Regions from separate parts of the Mus musculus genome. Here region 2 is linked to region 1. The links are chromatin contacts, called in public HiChIP or PLAC-seq maps. All regions are on one chromosome and are shown on one strand. Each heading gives the region's core, a stretch centred on a gene start, on an enhancer-like site or on the middle of the called end of the contact. The rest is flanking DNA. Distances are from core to core; before and after follow the strand shown. Region 1 overlaps Rassf5 (Ras association (RalGDS/AF-6) domain family member 5). Region 2 overlaps Srgap2 (SLIT-ROBO Rho GTPase activating protein 2).

Region 1 (7,878 bases), core at 2,224-4,723:
AGAGTCCTGTCTGGCCCTCACTGGCCAACCCTAGCTACTCGTACACATAGACACAGGCACACACGCACACCTCAAACTAGAACCAAAGTCCCGGCTTTGAATCCGAAATGTCACTTAGTCTCTGTGTGACCCCATGAATCTCTGTGTTGCCCTCACTTGTCTTTAAGAAGCGTGGATAATGATCTTATCTACAGCATCGTGTTAATGTGGGGATTCAGTGTAGTAATCATATACGTGTACGTTGATTAGAAAAGTGCCTGGCAGGGTACACAATGAACGTCCAATTAGATATAAGTGTGACCATTGTCTCCTCCCATTTAAGACCATTAATGGCTACCTGGGGCTCACTCTGCCACATAGCATAAGCATGGGGTACGGTTTTCAAGCTTTGTTTGGTGGTGGAGTTGGAAGCAGGAAGCGGATAGTATATCTTGGGAGTTTAGGTATGAAGTGTCCTCTAGACATGGCATCCCTGCCTAGCGCCTCAGGTGGAAGCCAGCTGTGATGAAACCCACAGTCCCGTGTCCGAGACTCCTCTGCACCTGGCTTAGAGAGAGAAGCCTTTCCGAGCAGCACTTGCGACCGGCAGAGCGCCATGCTGGTTTCCTTGAGCAGTGGCTGGAAACTGATGCTTGCTTACGCCACTCACACTCAAAGGCCAGTGGGGCTGTGAATGACATCTGTCTGTTTAGGAGGCTGACACTGGGTGGGAGCTGGGTGGACAAATGGGCTTTCAGTAGGGGAAGTTTTAGAGAATTGCCTTGCCTTGCTTACGCTTGGTCGCACTTCAGGAGGTCTGTAGCTAGTTAACGCTGTTAAGTTCAGAGCCAGAGCTCAGGACTAAGTCTGAGCGCTGGCAAGATGGCGCAGATGATAAAGTGCTTGCCGAGCAGGTATAAGATTCATGTAAAAAGCCTAGCCCTATATAGTGCTCACCTGTAAGCCAATACCAGAGAAACAACTTGATGGTCAACCAGTCTAGCTATATTGATCAAACTCCAGAATCGATGAGAGACCCTGTCTCAAAAATAAAATGATGAACAATCTGAGAAGACAATCTATGCTGACCTCTGGCTTCCAGACACACAACACCTGTGTGACACATGCACACACACAAATCAAATGTGTTAGATAGGGAAGGAAAGCCAGTGGGCTTGATGCAAATGCTTGCAGAGGTGAGAGCTCTCAGAACCACCATGCTTTGTTTTGGGGTAGGGTGGGGTGGGGGTGGTAGGAACTTACTCCAACCTTCCCAGAGACAGCAGTCAGCAGCAAACAACCTGGGAATTCCTCCAGCTGCCTCTTGCCCTTTCTTGTGCGGAAGGCACATAAAGATGGCCTTCTGCCATGTGTCTCCTTTGAGTGGGTGTGTGAACGATCCTGGGCCAGGAAATGGTCTGGTAGTCGGAGAAACCAAGTCAAGTTCTCAGCAAGGGGGGGAAGAGACTTCAGGTATCTGTTGAAAGCTGTTGATACGTGGGTGCCCCAAGTTGGCTCCAAGAAAGAGCCCCTCTGAAGGGGTGGTTATCCAGAGCCATGAGTATAATAAAGTGATTGGAATGATTGGTCTAAAAAGGGGGCTTCCCTGGGGCTCAGACCCCTCACCTCCCCCACCTGTGATAGACTTTGATTACATCGTGAGAATCAGGTCCTCGCTGCCGAGTGCCTAGGGAGGGGCTCCTGACTTTGCTTCTTGAGAGCTGCTCAGTGTCTCAGAGTTGCTTGTCTGCTCTCCTCTAATTCCTGTTGCTGTATTAATGGCTGGGTTTAACTGGTTAGATCCTCTGTGAGATTGCAGCCACCCAGGTGGTAGCTCACCTATTCTATTAGGGGCTCTTTGCAAGTCTGCTAGGACCCTGATTTTGGCTACTCCCCCATCCCCACCCTACTGTGGCAGACAAAAGTCTTCATAGAAAGCATCATGGCCTCCGCCCTTTGATGCGCTGCGGCCGTCCAGGGTTTACTCTGGGCACTTGGCAGCTGTTTGCCCAGGGCCCCCAGCACTGCTGGAGAAAGTAGCTTAGGTTTTCCTTACTTTGGAGTCGTATTTTGTTTGGGAAGCTGGGGAAATTAGGCACTGACATTGAGGTTTTGTTGTTAAAGATGACAAACACCCAGTTTTCTCCTCTCCTGGCTCTAATTGAAGTTTGCTTAGGAAAGGCCTTTTGGGGGACAGTGTTAAAACACAGGGAAAGGGCAGCAGTGGGACCCTGACTCTCCAGTCCATACCCCTAGTTTTCCTTTCTTTCCTTCATTTTCTCAAAAGATGAAAGCAGGGGATTAAATGTGAGCTGATCCCCACTCCCCCGTTCATCAGAGCATGGAACGCCATGATTGTGGAATATGGGGGCTTGAATCCCAGGTATAGTCAAAAATGATTAATGTCGCTTGTCTACGGCCTAATTAGACTTGGTAATGAATGTGTGTGTTCGTCTGCTGGAGCTGAGAGTCATTAGGTGGCAGGGAATTGATGAGGTCGGGGACTGGGATCTTTCCCTTTTTCCAATCCCACTCTTGAAGCAGCCAGTGGCAAGCTTGGCAGGTAAGCCCCCGAGTGGCGAGTGTGACAAGGAAATCAGCCTCTGCCAGCAGGGAGGATTCTGACTGGCAGAGCGAATTCCAGCCGGGGAGTGTGCACTGGTGAATGAGGCTTGGGCCAGGCCAGCCGAGGTCTGGGGGTGTACCCAGGACATTTCGAGTGCCAGCAATGCCTCTGCTCTGAAGAAACCCATCTCCATGCTTGCTGCCACACTCATCCTCAAAATTGCCAGCCTCACAAGGCTGGAATGTGGGAGGCTTCTGCCAAGCACTCACCTGCCTGGGGCTTTCTTGGCCAGCTTGCGAGCAGGAACCTTTCAGATAGAGTTAATGCTGCCAGACCTGCCAGACTTTGAGGCATCTAGGCCTCCAACACATCTCCCCACTGTGGGCCCAGTGCTCAGCCCCTTTATCATAGGTAGCTGCCAGACATGGCAAGGTGGCGTGTGTCACATCCCTGCCTTCCCAGGGATCTTGCTGGCTCTCACTGCTCAGTTACCCATAGAGGGTGGCTGCTTGCCGCTCTTGCCCTGCCTGGGGTGTTATTAAGACTGGTGATAAATCAGTAAACATCCCTAACTCTTCCTGTTCGCATTCCAGAGATGGTGAGCTTCTTTGGAGGGTGAGTAGTTGTGGGTGCGCAGGGCACGTAAACGCCCTGGCCCTGCCCATTATGTCCCTTGCCCTGGCTTTAGTCAGTGCCCGGCGCCTCTTCCCAGTTGATGGATCCTGGTTTGTCCTCCTGCCGCAGGCCACCTCTGCCCTCCCAGATGGATGGTCTTAACTCTCGGTCTCTGCTGTCTGGAGCCACCCAGTCCTCCTCTCTCACAGGGCTCAGTTCCAGCTCTCCCCTACTGGGTCAGGAAGTGCTGGCGGCAGCTGACTCTGCAAAGGCCAGCCCTGACTGGGGAGATGGCTTTGTATTTAGTCATATTCGGTTTTTTTCCAGGCATTCTGGCACGCTCCTCTCCCCCATGTTCTGAGTAGGAGCTCTCGGGGTTGAGAGGGAAGCAGAGCCAGACTTGGGACTTTGGGGAAAGAAGGAAGAGGCTAAGGAGATGATGTCAGGTTCCTTGCTGGCTGTCCTCCCTGGGGACACTGGGTCAGTGAAATAAAGAATGTGCTGGGAATAGTCTCGTGCGCCCTGCCGCAGGGTCAAGGGTATCCTATCTCAGACCCGTGACAGTAATATGTGGGTCTCCCCTGAAACACACACACATATAAACACACATACACACACACATACACACTATGCTGAGGAGACATGGGCAGAGCCTGGTGGACCTCATGACCTCTCCACTGTGTGTTCATTAGCAGAAGCGGCCAACATGTCTGTGCTGGGCCTGTTCTAGCCTGCTTGTGGTTCCTGGCATAGAGGAAGTTCATAAGATGCATCCACTGGGAAATCTGAAGTTGTGTCTCTTTGTACTGTAGTTGGGGAAGAAGGAAGTGCACCGAGGTGCCTCTTAGAGCCATGGCTTTCGGCTGAGGGTCTGGGTGGCCATGGGGGTCTAAGTATCACATGTTTTCTTTAGGGTGTTCCTTCCTAGAGCCATTGCCTTGACTGCTGTTGAGGACATCAGGAGGAAAACCACAAGGTGGTATTGCACAGAGGGCTTGTCAGGGGTGGTGTCCAAGATTTAGGCTGCTCATTTGCATGTGTCACTGGGCAGGTGGTGGCTAAGTATGACCTGTGACCACAAGAGGCTAGGTCATATTTACTTTTTGGCAGATGAGTAAATATCTGAGCAACCTTCTGCCACCCTCAACTCCCTGCTTCTTGAATAGACACATTTCCAGGTCTAGAGCAGCCATTGGCTGGAGAAAAATGACAGCTTGGACCTGGAACGATAATTCAGTATGTAAAGTACTTGCTCTGCAAGCATGGTGATCAGGGCTTGACCCCTAGCACCACATAAAAAGCTAGGCATAGAGGTATACATTTGGTTTGTGTGTGTGTGTGTGTGTGTGTGTGTGTGCAGCACACACCTATAAACCACGAGCCCTGTGAAAGAACAGGAGAGCTTAGATTCCCCTCAGGGCTGTCTGCTGCATGCTGGCCCTGGGAAAATGTCATCGCTGAGTTGGCTGAGCCATGATGGAAGCTGTTCTGCTTGTGAACCTGTGAACATGGAAGGAAATACTCACCTGTCTTTGAGAGAGTGGCCATGAAGTGCAGGGACCAAGAGGACTGGAATCACATCCAACTGTGTCTCAGACGTTCTCATGGCCAGCCTGTGTCGGGCCCTGTGAGGAGGGCAGGACTGACTTAACCGTGGCTGTCTTACAGAGGGGACATCACTGTCAGGGAAGTGGAGTGGCTTCTATTGGACCACCAGAATCTAACACAGTATTGTGTCTTCTGAACCCACATCATTGGCCACATAGTTGGCTATGTTTTCTTATTCATGTCCTTCTCTCTATCAATGAATGTGGAATTGTTCAAAACACTGTTACTAGAAATAGCTAGAAGCATAAAAAACCCCATGTCTTAGTCAGGGTTTCTATTCCTGCATAAACATCATGACCAAGAAGCAAGTTGGGGAGGAAAGGGTTTATTCGGCTTATATTTCCACATTACTGTTCATCACCAAAGGAAGTCAGGACTGGAACTCAAGCAGGTCAGGAAGCAGGAGCTGATGCAGAGGCCATGGAGGGATGTTCCTTACTGGCTTGCTTCCTTTGGCTTGCACAGCCTGCTCTCTTATAGAACCCAGGACTACCAACCCAGAGATGGCACCACCCAAAATGGGCTGGGCCCTCTACCCTTGATCAGTAATTGAGAAAATGCCTTACAGCTGGATCTCATGGAGGCATTTCCTCAATGGAGGCTCCTTTCTCTGTGATAACTCCAGCTTGTGTCAAGTTGACACAAACCCAGCCAGGACACCCCAGCAACAACTGAAACCAAAGACAAAGAGGAAGGTGAACCGTGTGCACGCTGCAGCTTCTGTCAGTGCCTGGTACTTGAGAGCTGGGTGTACACAGCCTGTCTTCCCATTTAGTCTCTAAGTCTTTATCATGTGCAAATCATGTGGTTTTTAAATCTAGAGTAGAAGAAATTAGTGTCTTTCCACTCCCAGCACACCTGTGGTGATAGGCATATGCATAGCGTGGCTGTGGAGACACATAGGCATGTGATGTGCATGGGGTAGGTATGTATACACATAGGCATGTGATGTGCATGGGGTAGGTATGTATACACATAGGCATGTGATGTGCATGGAGTAGATATGTGTACACATAGGCATGTGGTATGCATGGGATAGGTATATATACACATAAGCATGTGATGTGCATGGGGTAGGTATGTACACACATAGGCATGTGCTTGGCGTGTGTGTGGGCACACATAGGCATATACATAGGGTGAGTATTTATATACATAGGGCATGTGCATGGGGTGGGTATGGACACACAGGCATGTGCATGGCATGGGTATGGACACACAAGTACATCTTTTGTGTGCTGAAGCTGTCAGAGTTCATGACAGACCAGCCAATAACTAAAGTGAAATTAGGCAAACAGGATCCTGGGGAAGACAGCTGAGGAAGAGAAGGTCTGGATAAGGCTGGAACGTTCACCAGGGCTGCTCTGCAGACCTCTGGCTTGAACCCCAGACAGTGGGTCTGCTGCTGACTTTCCCCCATTCACTTGGATGCGTTTTCCATCCGAGTTCAGAAGAGGCTGGAGGTTTGGTGGTTTCTGTTGTAATAATCATGTCCATTCTGTAACAGTGGAAAGTATTAGAAACTCAGAGAGCCTCCGTGCCGCCTTGTTTAACCACAGATTCCTGCTGTAACCTGAGCTCTCAGAGCACTCTCTCTAAACGTCTGCTGGTGATGTGTGTTCCTAAAGCAATCTGTTTTTATATAAGTAGGTGTTTCAGAGGAGGCTACTACCCAAAACTGTAAGATGGTGAATCCTGTTGCTTCCAGTTCGGTTGAGCCTTAGCTAGATCATTCTTTTGGCTTGGAAAGAGATCCTCAGCCCAAGCTTGGACATTAGAGGCAGCAAGAGGTCATTGTAGACACTCCCCTGCTATAGATGGTAGACCTCCCAGACCAGCTGTAGAACATCTGTCTCATTTCCAAAGGATCAGGGAAGGAGATTCTAGAGTAGCGCACCAGTAGGGCCTGAATTTCATCCCAAACACTGAAAACAGCAAAAGAGAATCCCAAACCAAACCAAAACTCTGCTGAGAACCAAGAAGTGAAGCCCATCCTAGAACCAAATGCAGGGACATTCCCTTTTCTGTATATTAGAACTCTCCCAGCGTCTGATGCTCTTCTTTCCAGGGGGCAGTGGTCAGGTGTGGGCCTCATCTGTGCTGGCATGGGCCAGAATTCCCAGACCCTGTGGGCAGAGGGCCTCAGCCACCTCTTGCTTCATGGTCCTAAGTGTTATATTAAGACCTGGACTCACAACCTCTTTCTGGTACAGAGACTGATTGACAAGCTGACAGGCCACAAAAACAGACTAGAGACAGCCCAGCCTTTCCAAGGAGTATATGGGAGAAAGAATCAGCATCCAGGTCTGAGGAGAGATAGCCGTGCAGTGGTAAAGTGTCCACGTCTTAGTATACACCATCCAAATACTGGCAAAACTTGCTAATGACCCCCAAGATTGTTTTTAAAACACAGTTTTCCAAATATCGTGGAAGAGCCCCTCTCTCTGAAGCTGTATAGAATGACTTTCCCCCAAACATAGCAAATTTATGTTGCCCCTTCCATACACCACATTCCTATGTACAATAGCACTTGATAGGACCCCAGGGCAGCTACACAAGTTGTCGCCTTGATCTCTGCTGGATTTAAGGATGTGTGACTGAGCGAGCAGATATCCCATGTTGTTGAGAAAAACATATTGTCCTCGAAATACATAAAATTGTTGAATTTTATGCATTCTTTCTCAAACCGTACAAAATAACAATAGACAGAATGCAGCAGGCTTCAGAAGGGGAGGGAACAGCTGTCTAGAGCATAATAGACCAAAACACAACCTGAGCTTAACCCATGAGAGACATAAAAAACAAGGTTTGTTTTTAAATTAACAAACCCAAAATCTGCGAAGAAATTCTTGGCGTTATTAAAGACTGATTTCAGTGCCCCTGAATGTTAGTCAGATATTCTACCACTGAGCCAGAGGGTCTTGCTTAATTACCCAGGCTGGCCTTGAACTTAAATCCTCCTGCCCCAGTCTCCTGAGTAGCTGGAATTACAGGCATGTGATGCTGTGTTTCTATATTAAAGAAGGATTTGAAACTATGTGCTGCAAATCTCTGCTGAGTATGGAGGATCTCTGTAGGTCACGTGATCTGGACAGAACCTCCTAGCTGGA
Region 2 (7,878 bases), core at 3,195-5,694, 270 kb before region 1:
TTGTAGTTATAAGAATATTAGAGATTGTATACAACTTTACTTTTCTTCAGTACTTAATAACTTACAAAATGATAGTTCAGTGTCACAACTAGGACCTTGACATTAATCTAGGTAAAATACTGACAAGTTCAACCAGTGTAAAGATCCTTCATGTTGCTTTTGTAATCTTGTCCTCTTCCACACTTTACACTGGGCCTTCTGTGCTCCATCCCCAGTCCTGTAGTTATTGACACCATAATCTCTATTCCAGATCTATAATTTTACCGTCTTAAGAATATTATAAAAGTAGATCTGTGAGCATGTAGCCTTCTAAGATTGACTTTTTCAGAGCTCAGTGAGTAAAGGAGCTGGCTGGCAAGCCTGGCGACCTGAGGTTGATCCTAGGACACATGGTGGGAAGAGAATTGACTTCCTCAAGCTTTCCTCTGATCTCCACATATGTGCCGTAGCAACAGCTGGTATTGCACACACACACACACACACACACACACACACACACACACACTCACACACCACATACACAACAACTAAATTTAATTTTAAAAATTAACAAAGAGGATTGAGTTTTTTCAAGAGTGCATTCCTTTAGGCTGGTGAGATGGTGTACTGGGTAAAGGTGCTTGTCAGGCAAGACTGGCAAGTTAAGCTCAATCTCTGGATCTGGGAAGATGCAGAAAGAGGAGCCAACTCCACAAAGTTCTTCTTGGATTCCTACACGTGCTCTATGATGCATGTGCCTCTTGCCTAATCCCAAGCACATATCACATGCGCCCGTGAACCCACACATACTATACACACGTGCACGAATGCACACAAGCATACACAATAACAGTAATAATAAAATAGGGCTATGAAATGACTCAGTGTTAAGTTTTGTTAAAGCCTAATGAGTTGACTTCAATCTCAGGGACCCATGTGAGAAAGGGAAAGAACTAACTCCTGAAAGCTGTCCCTTGAACTTCTCGCTTGGGTGTGGCACCCTCTTTCCAAATAAATAAATGTAATTTTAAAAACAGAGTACATTTCTTTTTCATTGCTAAATACTGTCCCATGGTGTGGCCGTTTGACTGTTTAACCATTTACTCATTGAAGGAGCCCTGGGTTGTTTCCTATTTTGAGCTGTTATGAGTAAAGTTACTATGAACACTCAGGTACAGATTCTTATATAATGAGATTTAAAAAAAATAATATTGTGGATTATTAATAGGAAATTCAAAGTTTTTGCTCATCTATAGAAGAACATAATATAGGATATTATTATTCCTACATCTCAGAGTTTTGTATATAAACTGAGATAGTATGAAACAATAAATGTCATAATATGTAATGAAATATAAACATATGAGCCAAGATGCTAACTCACTGTGCTCTATCCTTTAATCTTAGACATCAGAGTAGTACTTTTAAAGATTACTCACATACATTTATTTATTTATTTATTTATTTATTTATTTAATTTGTTTGTTTAGTGATGTGTGTGTGTGTGTGTGTGTGTTCATGCAATTGCATGCATATGTACTGGTGTGTGTGTGTGTGGAAATCAGAGGACAACTTGCAGGAGGTGTTTCTCTGTCTTCAGCATGTGGGACCTGCAGACTGAATTTAGGTTATCAAGCTTTGTAGAAGGTGCCTGTACAGGCTGAATCATCTAAGAGGCCCATTGTGGTTAAATTATGATTCAGAGAGCTTTTAGGCTGCCTTCTTTTCTTATTACTGATGTATAGGTAGTCTTTATATACTCTGGCTGTTGATGATTATTGGTTGAAATACCTTCTGTCAGAGTTTATCTTCTTTTTATTGAATTCATTAATGTGTGAGTAATGTAAATTTTTTATACAACTAAATTGTCTAACCTCTTTATAGCATGAATTTGTTCAAAACATATATACATGCATATTTTTCCTATTCTGAAATTATAATATACTTGTATTTTCTTTTAAGAGTTTTAAAGAGTATTACTTGTCATATATCTTTGTTGAATACACCAGGAATTAATTTTTGTAAATGCTGTGAGCTAGGGATCTAACTTTATTTTATATTCAATATGAATGTTTGTCTTACCTTCATAATCCTTTCTCTCCACTGATCTGTAATAGTCACCTATGTGCTTACTTCAGATTTATACAGATTTGTGGACAAGACCAATTCTCCATTATGCTGAAGTAGTATTGCCCCCTGAATGGATATAAGGTGTCGCTGTTTGTTAAGGGACTCAAATGTTTTCTCTCCTACAGTAGACAACACTGGGCTGACACCACTGACACAGAATAGCTCTGCAATTATGGTACTGTATGTGGCATCTATTTACTATTTTGTTTAAATTTTTTTCATTTAATGAGTATGGGTATTTTGTTTTCATGTATGGATATGTGTCATGTATGTGCCTGGTACCCATGAATTCCCCTGGAACAGGAGATACAGTTGACTGTTAACTGCCCAGGTCTTCTGAAATAGCAACCAGTGCTTTTAACCACTGATCCATCTTTTCAACCCTTGTTTAATTTTTAAAGATAGAGCCTTCATTATTCAGTCAGGTTAGCCTGAAACTCACTCTGTAGACCTAGCCCATGATATATTTTTTTTGTTTGTATGTATATATAGTTGTGTGTGTGTATGGGGGGGAGGATGTATGTATGTTATATACATACCTATGGAGGCCAAAGGTTGACAATGAATGTTTTTCTTGACCATTCTTGATCTTTTAGCTCTTATTTATTGAGGTAGGGACTCTCACTGATTGGCTTTTCTAGCTAATTAGCTTGCTCTGTGTGGATATCCCATTTCTGCCTCTCAAATACTAGGATTATAGATGGGACATGAGGCCTCACTGATATTTACATAGGCACTGGGGATCTGAACTCCAGTTCCCATGTATGTGTGCTTTATCTATTGATTCTTACTTTCAATCTACTACTTAAGAATTTATTTGAAGAACTTATACATTTTAAAAATTGAAATCTGGCATCATTCATTTATTCATTGTGTGTGGGTCTATATGTGTGCGCATACATACATACCATGTGGGTATGCATATACATGTGGAGGCCAGAGTCATGTCAGACATTGTTCCTCAGGTACCATTTACCTTAACTTTTTGAGACAGGATCCCTCACTTTCTAGGGCTACACGATTAGGCTAGGTTGCAAAGCTGGGTAGGCTGTGGCTAGCAAACCTCATGCCTCTGCCTTGATAGTCTAGTGCTGAGATTACAAGTGTCAGACACACTTCCTTACAGAGGTTTTGGGGATCATGCTTGCATGGTAAATGCTTTACTGACTGAACAATCTCTCCTGACTCCCCTGCCTTTTGGGGGGCGGGCAAGGTTTTGTGTGGTCTAGGCTGGCCTCAAACTCACTATATAGCTGAGTTTAACCCCCAGCCTTTGAGTGCTGGGAGTACAGATGTGTACTACCACACTTGAACATTTTTTTTTCTTGTTATTGTGAGACAGAATCTCACTAAACAACAACCCAAGTTGGCTTCTTAAACTGTTCAGCTCAACTTGATCTCAAACTTGTAATCCTCTTGCTCATGTTGCCCAAGGGCTGAAATTACATTATATCCAGCTTAGACTACTATTTTAGCAGATTTTACTTTGGAATGTTTTTAGTTATTTTTACTGTCAAGGGTCTTCTCTCTCATTTTGGGTTAGATAGAAAGGCTAAGAAGTCAGGTTCTAGCAGTGAGGGGACAGTGTACTTTTAAAAATTGAAATAAAAGTGTTGTTTTGTGTCTGTATGTGACTTGGTGACTGCCTGTCAGTAGTTCTATGTATATAGCCTTTGCCATAATAATTATTATATAGCTCCTATAATATCAGGTTATCTAGAATTTTGTTCTTTTCCTCTGTATTGTGTAAATCAGGGAAGGAAAACAACTTGCATATAAGAAAAGTAATTAAAAAAATTAACCCACAGAAATACAAGATATGACGTCAGCCTGGGATGACTAAAAATGAGTGATGTTGATAAGCACTTGAGGAATTCTGAGATGGGAGAGGTGTTGGCCATAGTGAATAAGATCTTCGTTTGTGGAGTGGGACTTGGTTAAGCTGAGAGTAGGAGGGAAGAACAGAGGCTGTGTGTCTTCCCTTAGTGGCATTCCCATAGCCCTCTGTGTGCTCACCACTCCTGCCTCACTTCCTACACTCTGATACAATGATGGTTTTATGTACTCTCACCCCCTCTCATTTCTCTCTTTTAGACACACATTCTGTATTAGAAAACTTATGAGTTATATTGGATGGCGAGCAGTGGGTGCCTTTCATTTCAGCATTCCCAGCATCCAGAACCATGTTTGCATATGGTAGGCACCCAGCAAGTGTGCCTGGCTGGATGAGTTGAGTCATCAACAGGAGTAAGATCAGGCTGGGCTCTGTACTTGGGCAGTGGAGAACAATGGAGACAGTCAGAGCTGAGGAGTAGTGTGATGATGATGTTGCATTTCAGGTCTCCTTGGTTGCTCTGGGCAGCCTGGCTGGCCAGGGAAGGGAGGGGAAGGCCTGCTTCTGTCCATACAGGGCATACTAGTTAGTCTGTGTTGGGCCCTGCCCTTGGTGCTACAAGTCTTTTGCTAGCAATGAGTTCTTGGAGCCACTGATGAGCAAAGTGTGATTCCTGATTGATAGTTGATTTGCAGTCCAGTGGGGGTTGCACTGCAGGTCAACTCTGAAGCCTTGTTTGTTTTTTAACCCTTGATACTACGTTTGACCATACTATGTGGGAAGATGGAACAGTGAGCTGTGGGGTGGGGACTAAGGGTGGGAAAACAGTCAAGGATGCCTGAAGTTTCTAGCTTGAGAGAAGCAGAGACCATGGCAGAAAGAGACAGAGGAAGAAATGCTGCAGTTGCTAAGAAAATGAACACTATTTTAGACATCCTGACTTTGAGGTGACACAGTGACAGTGCCACCTTCAGTCCCTTCATTAAAACTGTCATTTTCCTTTCTTCTAAATTGGGGATGTTGCAGAGAAACCTGCAAAAGAGATGACACCTCCTGTACTTGTCAAACACCTGACCTAATTTGCAGCTTCTTTACATTTCAGCCTGAGAAGTGTTCTCTCTTGAAGAGGATTTCATTTTGTGTTTGTGTTTGGGATTAAGTAGCATTTTCTTTCCCAGTGCTTTGTAGAGGAAGAGCACAACTAACCAAAGGAAAGGAAAACTTTGAGTTCTGAGCTGCCCTGCCTTGAGAGTTATTTAAAAGCTTCTTCAGAAAGTCAGCCGGGAGCTTAAGAGAAGTCAAGTCAAGCCCTGTTACCACCTGAGTGCCTATGGTCCAACTACAGATCTGGATAAGGACCAAGTTATTTTAAAGGCACTCCAGGGAGTGTTGGGAGAGGCTGAGTTCAGCAAAACATGCCTGGGTGGTGCTAGTCTTGTTTCTGGGTGTGGAGGCAGGAGTGGCTAATCACCTTAATTTTAATAAATCTGGGATGGTGAGATGATTCTCTGATAGAGGATTTGATTAGAGATTGTAAAGTATGATTTGCTGAAAGAGGGGATCATGCTAAAGATATTAATAGAAAAATACATTTCAGGTATTAATAGTTGAACTTAATGTATTTTGTCATCATCTCCAGAGCTTTTGAATTATTAGTGTTATTTTTTTGTTTGTTTTGTTTTGAATGAAGTGGCTTGTAGTATCTCTTGATCTACTTGTTGTTGGATCCTAGGAGACTATAGGAGTTTACCCCCTTCCTTCTTGTGAGTAACAAAGCTGGCTGGGCTGGGAATGCCAAACCAGAGTTCAGAAACACAATAAAACAAACAGCTAGAGGTTGAAAGGTTTGGGTATCAGAGGGAGTGTCATTAGATGCACTTACGCCCCTCCATAAATCTCAAACATTACCTGGCCTCAGCTTTGCCAGCCACAGGAATTGTAGCCACAGTATCTACAATTAGGGGTTGTTGTGTTGATTCTGTGAGATTATGCTTATATAGGTGTATGAATTTCTATAATTCAGGCTTTGTAAATTACACAGCTCCAACAAACATGAATTATGGCTTTATTTGCTATTACAGAAGAGTGTGGATAGTCTCTTGGTGTTTGTTTTACTGGGGCTTGACCTATATAGCACTGTCTCAAGGATGTTTGTTAATGTGAATCACCTATTGCTTTCTGGGCCATATCTGAAATGACATGCTATGTTTTGGTGAACTCCTTTTGTACCGCCCCAGTTTAAGGTTGCTCTTACACAATTTGGGTGAAATTACTGAATATACATATTCTGTCTTGGAAACAAAACAGTGAATTGGGCAGGGTATACACTGGGAACATGACTTAGCTGGTAAGTATGTGATTAATAATGTACCTTTGGCCTAAGTGTTGGTTTGGGCCTCAGTATATGATGGCCAAATGATAACTAGCCAGTCAACCAAGTCCAGCATGTTGGGGAACCTATTGGCTTCTGTTCATGCTTGAAGAGTGACTATGCCAATGCTATGCTAGTTAATTAACAACATGAGCACATCCCAGTAACACTGTTTGCATTCATCTGTTTATATCTCTTTGTCAATTGCTAGGCTGTGAGCTCCTTGAGAACAGAGACTGTTTTTGCTTATTTTGTTTTTCTAATATTCAGTGCAGTGTTTGGCATATGGTAAATGTTTATTGGGTGAATGAATGAAAGGATAAATAAATGAATATATAATCATCTGGTAACTTCATAGACACCTTCTCAACTGTGAGGGAGAAACCCATGCTTATTCACAGGTAGGTTGTGGCTCCTGGCCTGGCCTAATATGATAGTGGTGAGAACTGACTCAGTGTCTATTCTTTTCTTAGAATACCTGGCCCCTCTATCTCTCTCTTCCCTCTTTGCTTTCCTTTCAAAACTTGAAACTTACTTAATTTTGCTCTAGATGACATACACTTCTTTTGTGTATGTGCACATGTGTTGTGGATGCACATGTATGCATGCATGTAACCTACTTTTTGATACACTTTCTTGTTGGTCTGGGCCTTACTTGCTAGACTAGGCTACCTGGCTTGTAAACATCTAGAATCCACCCATATCTGTCTCCTTAGCAGCAAGGTTACAAGCCCCGGGCCACTATGCCAGACCTTTTTTCTTTGCTTTGGGTTCAGCCTCTGGTCCTTATCCTTGTGCAGCAAGTGCTTTACCAGCTGTACTATCTACCCCGTCTCCCACTTCTTTTTTCCAAGTGCTTTCCCTTTTCCTTACCTCCAGGCAATCTTTTTAAACCCCTGTTGATTCTGTACATTTCTGTTCATGAGTTAAAACCAAATCAAACCCCTGCTCCAGGGTACCTTTGCTGTGGCAGATGAACTTGAAAAGCTCCAGTGAGGGGCCTGCAAAGACGGAGGCCTGACCACAAGTCCTAGAATGTGATGAAAGTGACAAAGCAGGAGTACTATCAACCTTGAAATCACCTAAAAGTGCTCCTGATCATGAAATCTGAGTTGACGCCCTCATCTCCCTTAAATGAAATTCCTTAGACTTCATTTTTAAGAAAACAAAGCAGGGGCTGGAGAGCTAGCTTAGTGGATAAAAGTGCTTACTGTTCTTCCAAGGGACCCAAGTTTGGTTCCCACGTTCTGTTCGGACCCAAGTCTAGCACTCAGACAACTCACAGGTGCCTGTAACTCCAGCTCAGGCGATTCAACACCTCTGGTCTCTGAGAGTACATGCACTCACATGCCCTTGCTCACACACAGACACATATATGTCCAATTTAAAATACAACTAATCTTTAAAAAATAAGCAGATAAAACCTTCTATATTTCTTTTTTTTGGTCTTTAGTAATGCAGAGAAAGTGGGATTTAGAGTTAAGAAGGCCAACATTATAGGCCATTCAGTAGCTTTGCTATACTGAAACTTTTCCAGGTTTTCTGTGCTTCTGTCTCTTTTGAA

What was found. HiChIP or PLAC-seq counts read pairs in DNA pulled down with a chosen protein or histone mark.
Region 2: a contact with region 1 is called in a FOXA1 HiChIP or PLAC-seq map of pancreatic cancer cells. The contact joins two enhancer-like sites. A contact is called at or near these places in 1 of 39 promoter capture datasets (the C10 cell line), 1 of 115 datasets of contacts at active chromatin or transcription factors (pancreatic cancer cells) and 2 of 9 other capture datasets (adipose tissue and liver).

The regions. Positions count from the first base shown.
Region 1 is chr1:131,234,701-131,242,578 of GRCm38.p6, reverse strand. The region is part of intron 1 of Rassf5 (Ras association (RalGDS/AF-6) domain family member 5); the gene reads left to right. Among named protein-coding and RNA genes, the nearest start is that of Gm28913, 6.4 kb to the left of the region's middle. Within about 2 kb of position 3,473, at least 110 of the 459 cell types and tissues checked have an H3K27ac peak or open chromatin away from gene starts, as enhancers often do. A contact at or near this core is called in pancreatic cancer cells, where this site is marked.
Region 2 is chr1:131,503,002-131,510,879 of GRCm38.p6, reverse strand. The region is part of intron 2 of Srgap2 (SLIT-ROBO Rho GTPase activating protein 2); the gene reads left to right. Among named protein-coding and RNA genes, the nearest start is that of Srgap2, 20 kb to the left of the region's middle. Within about 2 kb of position 4,444, at least 35 of the 459 cell types and tissues checked have an H3K27ac peak or open chromatin away from gene starts, as enhancers often do. A contact at or near this core is called in pancreatic cancer cells, where this site is marked.